Linked DNA regions of Rattus norvegicus: region 2 is linked to region 1. The links are chromatin contacts, called in public Hi-C maps. All regions are on one chromosome and are shown on one strand. Each heading gives the region's core, a stretch centred on a gene start, on an enhancer-like site or on the middle of the called end of the contact. The rest is flanking DNA. Distances are from core to core; before and after follow the strand shown.

What was found. Hi-C and Micro-C count contacts between places; a contact is called where the count stands out from the background.
Region 2: a Hi-C map of liver shows a contact between it and region 1, with 7 times the contacts expected there. The contact joins the enhancer-like site here to the promoter of Ddx24 in region 1. A contact is called at or near these places in 12 of 12 Hi-C or Micro-C datasets (the A7r5 cell line, the Rat2 cell line, Schwann cells and 7 more) and 1 of 1 datasets of contacts at active chromatin or transcription factors (oligodendrocytes).

What each region holds. Positions count from the first base shown.
Region 1 is chr6:128,345,344-128,348,156 of GRCr8, forward strand. It overlaps Ddx24 (DEAD-box helicase 24), which reads right to left and starts at 1,372. Exons shown (of 9, transcript NM_199119.1): 1 at 1,327-1,372.
Region 2 is chr6:128,385,916-128,388,615 of GRCr8, forward strand. No RefSeq gene overlaps it. Among named protein-coding and RNA genes, the nearest start is that of Ifi27l2b, 22 kb to the left of the region's middle. Within about 2 kb of position 1,301, at least 26 of the 93 cell types and tissues checked have an H3K27ac peak or open chromatin away from gene starts, as enhancers often do. A contact at or near this core is called in hepatocytes and liver, where this site is marked.

The DNA.
Region 1 (2,813 bases), core at 122-2,621:
AAGAAATGCTCTTTTGGGTTAGTGACTGTGGAGCACAGGTTCAAGGGCAACACACACTTTCCTAAAATGTACTCAACCCTGCAAACAGTTGAGGACATGAAGATGGTTTACCCTGCATAGAGAAGATGTTCTCATGCAGAAAATGAAACCCACTCACAGAATAGGTAGTTGGGCTTGGAACAGATGGGACGCAGGCAACAGAGTAAAAAGATACATGAGCTAACTCTGGTTCTGATCCTAGCTCCAACACTTAACTTGTTGCAACCTTCAACCACACTCCCTACTCCTCTCAGAATTTAGTGTTATAATCTTTTTAAATGAGAGGGGTGTGGTACTATCTAATAATATGTAATTTTAAACTGTACACAAAATAATTGAAAGTAAGAAGAGATAGGCTGATGCTTGACCAGTTAGTTACTACAGAAGTCATTTTGAACACGGAGTAAGAGTCTGAGAGAGTGTGGTTTTTTTTTTTTTTTTAAAACAAGTGCACTGTGCTTTCTTCCCTAGTAGAACCAGAGAAGTCCCATTTCTATTCTGGCCTTCGCCAGATAGGTTAAAACCCGGGAAGTCTAGGTTCCAGCCCCAGCACTGTGTAAAACCGTATATAGTGGGTATCCAGCCCTCGGAAACGGAAGTAGGAAGATCAGGAGCTCAAAGCCAGCCTTGGCTACACAAGACCCTGTCTTTAAAGTCTGGAAGGCAGTTATGCATGACTCTATGCATGACTCATCTGAGTGAAAGTGGCTTCACATTGGCCCTCTTTATATGAAAAAGAATATTGTGGAGAGCATTAGGTAAAACTCGATTCAAATCTGGATCCTGGACTTGCCAACTCTGAGTGTTTGCTGAACATCTCTGTGCCTCAGTTTCCTTAACTACAATTTGAGGATAATGAGATATTTATCCCACCTGGGTTGTCATTGAAGAATACGAAATAGTGACGTACATCAAAAATCACTTAACATGGCGTCTGTGTGGAGGCACGTTGACTCGCAGGCAAGGATCGCCCAGCAGTCTCTGGTATGGGACGCAAAGCGACCCCCGACCCCCACCGCACCTCGGACCCACCTTGACGAGAGAACGGGAACGTCACTAGAAATAGGGCGCTGGGAGTGACCTGTACCGCTTCCAAGAGTCCCACGGGCACTATAGCCGATAGAGACTTCAAGGGAGGTTGCTGGGCCTTGATGCTTAAGAGAAGGCGTGAGCCATCGGGAACCAAGGCTGTAGAGACACCTGTGAGTCACTATGCTTCGGAGACAATGGGGAGACATCCGCAGCTAGCCAAGGCCTGCCAGCTCCGGATCCACAAAGAACACTCACCGCGGCAGTATCCTCACACGCCAGACCGCCTGCGCCAACCCGACCCGGAACTGCAGCAGCTCCTGCACTGCAGTTCCGGAGCACAGTTCCGGGGCGGGGCTCCTTGCACGCGTGCGCGTTGCAGAAGGAAGTCCCGCCTTTGTGCGGAAGCGTCTATCTGATTGGCACTCCCACAGGACTTGGGCCGGAACCTGGAGGGCTGGGCTAGGGTGCCCTGCGTAGCCTAGGATACGCTTCCTGTTTATGGCCTTGGCAGTGTTTCGGAGCTGTTTCCTCGACACTAGGGAGCGCAAGTGTCCGCGTAATCTTGGTCTGGTTTGCGTGCAATAGCATGTTATTGAGTAACTGACTACCTGGAGCCTTAAAACATTTCTTTATCTAATTTACAAACCACCCAAGCCTGTATTGAAGGGCCATGTTCTCCGGTTCGGTAGTGCCTTCCTACCTCACAGAACTGGTCAAGATGGAACTGCCTGTCTCAAACGCAACTTTTAGACCCGGACAAAATAGGCTTAAACATTAATTAGATTAAATTAACAAGTTTCTTAAGGGCTATGAGGATACACAAGAATAAGAAAACAGAATAGGAGCCAGATAGTGATGGCACATGCCTTTAGTCCCAGCACTTGGGAGGCAGGAAGATCACTTAAGTTCGAAGCCAGTCTGGTCTAGAGAGCAAATTCCGGGACCTTAGAGTGAAGGAAATCCTGTAAACTACACATCAGAATGTGGTTAACTAGGCAGGAAAAAGCATTCAGAAATCGATAGCAAAAGGACACTTTTAACAAAATGGGCAATAAACCTAAATAAGCATTTCTCAAAAGGTACAAGAAAAGATGCTCAGTGAGCCTCTAGTCAATAGGATAATGGAAACTAGAGCCACAGGTAGACATGGCCTCACTGCAGTGAGAATGCTGACCAGTGCTGACGGACATGACTGTTGGCTAGGGGGCTGTTGGGACAGGGAACGAAGCCTGGCACATCGTTGTGGGATGTAACTAAGTACAGCCATCATGGAAATTCCTGAAGAGTGAGAAACTAGAACTACCATCTGCTCAGAATGTATGCCTGTGACCAGGAATATATCCAAAACAAGTGAAGTCTGTCGAAAAGAGACCCACAGTCCTGCATGCATCAAACACTTCAAGATAGCCAAGAAATGAACAGAGCCATCAGCCAATGAGTGGATTCATTCAGGGAATGTGGTGCTCAAGCAGAGTAGAATAGTATTTGTTCAACCCCTCCACCCCCCAAAAAAAATCAAAACTGAGAACTTCTGCTAGAATGTGGATACAACCAGAGATCACAATGTCAAGTCTAGTAAGTCTGGGCAGAAAAATGGTACTTAATTTGTATGGACACCAACATGGTACAGGACTCCTGCGGACCCTGACAATGTTGGTAATGCACTAAACAGCTATGGAAGTCAGGGACCGGGGAGGATGAGGAGAGAAGAGAAGGGGCAGGTACTTGTTCTAACCAGAAGT
Region 2 (2,700 bases), core at 51-2,550, 41 kb after region 1:
GGTCATTTCTGATTACTGAGGGGAGCTGGAGGTTTCTGGGTTCAGATGGTCTTTACTGTGGTGATCGCCTCCGTCTTGGTTTGCTGGCTTTCCTAATCTTTATACTTGGCCCCAACAACCTGTCCTTGGGTTTTTCTGGTTTTGGGTTTTTTTTTTTCTGACCAGTGAAGACATGGACTTGGCTTTGGCAATAGGGATAGTATGTCTAGCTAGATGGCCCTCTGAGGGCTTTGCTCCCTAGCTGACCTAACTCCACCTCCTCCCACGAGGCCTTGTCATAGCCTTGTTTCTCAACAGGGACTCTGGCACTGAAGGACCCTAGTTCTTACTGAAGTGTAAGAGCTATTAAGAAGCTTGGCCTGGTAGAAAGTAGGTAGATTATGGGGTTCCTGTGAAGGACTCTAAGGGCTTTTGCCAACCTTACACCCACTGCCTCAGGTCAAGATTAGGCCAAGTTCCATTCTCCACCCACAGCTCTTGGGAGGAGCAGGGACATTTTTGAAAAACTACAGAGTGTACTGATAGTCACCTGGCCCTCCGATCCCAGATAGAGCTCGAATGCATGTCATATGCTTGCTAGTCAATAGGTCCAAAGGTCAATATGCTTAGCCAATAAGTTTAAACTGTAAACTTAACAGGTTGCTGTTGTAACCTGTACCCCTAAAAAGTATAAAAACTGCTTATAGCCATTCGGGGTCACCTTCTAGTCACTGGCCACAAGGGGCTGATTGAAGGTCGACCCCGACAAGCAGGAAAAGTAAACGTCTTGCGTTTGCATTGAACTCCATTCTCATATCTCACTTGGGGGGCGGGGTGTCTCCCAGTAGTTAAGACTCATTTCAAGTCTTACTGCACCTCCCCCCCAACAGTCAGGGAAAGAGTCCCCATGAAGATGTCTGCAGACACTCCTCTGGAAAGATATCTTTGCTTCTGTGTAGAACACGAATATCTCCAGGAGGAGGGTCTCATGGGTATAGGAGAGTGTCTACCCAGCATCCAGGGAGCACAGCCTCAAGACTCCCCTCGTGGGATAGTTTTTATATCCATATGATTCTCTCTCGGAGCAAGTGAAGCAATGGGGTCAATTCCTTTCAGTCTATACTGTTGCTTAGCAAGTAGTCCAAAGTCCAGGTCAAATCATGGTCCCCCTGCCCCTTGGTTCACTTTCCTGGTACAAAACAATTCTGGTTCTTAAGGTCAGTGGGTGTGTTCTAAACAGAAAGGGACAGCCAAGGTCCCAAAGCAGGCCCTTAAGAGGAGACAGCTGGAAGTAACCTTAGCAACGGCTGCAGAGTTGTCCTGGGAAACCGAAACCTAAGGCCAGAGTTTCTCGGAAATCCCCTGACTTGGGGGGTGAGGGGAACTCTTATCAGCTAATCCTTGTTTTTCTAAAAAGTCATCATCTGCCACAGGCAAAAGGATATCTACGCATAAACTGGCCGATTGCAGCAGCAGACACGTCCCGGGGACCCTGTTCTCTCCAAGGCAGGAAAACAAATCCGAGAGGAAGGCATCTGCCCTTCAGCTTTCAGGATCTGGGACAACCGGACCCACTGGAAACATTGTCCTGTAGAGTCGTGGAGGCGGCCTTGCTGCTTGACAGTTCCGGCAAAGCTGAGCAGATTGCTACCATAGCTGTCCCTCATTCTCTAGCTTTGGGGGTTTGGTCTCTGCGTGTTGCGTTCTTGGGGACTTCCTGACCACTGTTTGGAAGTCTTCTTTGTGCCCTGGAGGTCACTGAGCACCAATAAGGACATACCTAGAGGAGGCTGTTACTCCAGAAACCTGCGTGGGGTGTGTTGGTAACAGGAACCGGCTTGCAGATCACCTCTGAACCCAGCCATGGTGACACAGGCGACAGGGACCTGTGCTTCTGTTGCCATGGCAATGGTCATACCTTCCCAGCGTCCATTTGGTTTACCTCCCAAACCTGAGAGTGGTTACATTACAGCCTAAATAAAAGGCAGACCCTTCATGACCTTCACCCTTTCTTCTCTCTCTTTCCCCCCTTTGTCTCTATTACCCCTCCTCCCCACCCCACCCCCACCCCCGTGCGCAATAAACCTCTCTTATGAGGAACTACATTGGCCTGGTGTGGTCTATCTTGGTGTGCTGAGATTTGCAATTCTATCACAACAGGGTCCTCTCCTGTCCCCCCAACTAACTCAAACAGAATAATTGACACAGGGTAAACAGACAATTGACAAACTCTAACTGGCCCGGAGAATAGGTAATGGATTCAAGGTTTCTTTTTATTATAGGTTTAAAGGTCTCTCTATAAATTTAGTTTAAAGATAAGGGGTCCGTACGTACAGGGCACACTCCTGAACAAGTAACACTCAGTAAGTTAGATTGACTAAAGTAAACTTTCCCTAGCTTGTAGCATACACGACAAAACATACAGTAAATGGTGTTAATATTTTATGCTCATTAAAAGACTTTGTTCTGGGAACTTGTATAAACAAAGTGCCTGGTTGCTAGTCAGTAGAGAGATTCCCCTGACCTTAGCACCTGACTCCCTCCCTCCCTCCCCTCTCTGACTCCTTATCTCCTCTAAGGCCAGGGCTGTCCTGTCAACACTCTCCAACTCTCCCCTCCATGCCCCGGAAGTCCCCAGGGAAGGATCTCTGTAAAAACTTACATATATCCCTGGCTAGGTTGCTACTCTAGTGACACAGTCTGCAAGTTTGTCCCCAGTAA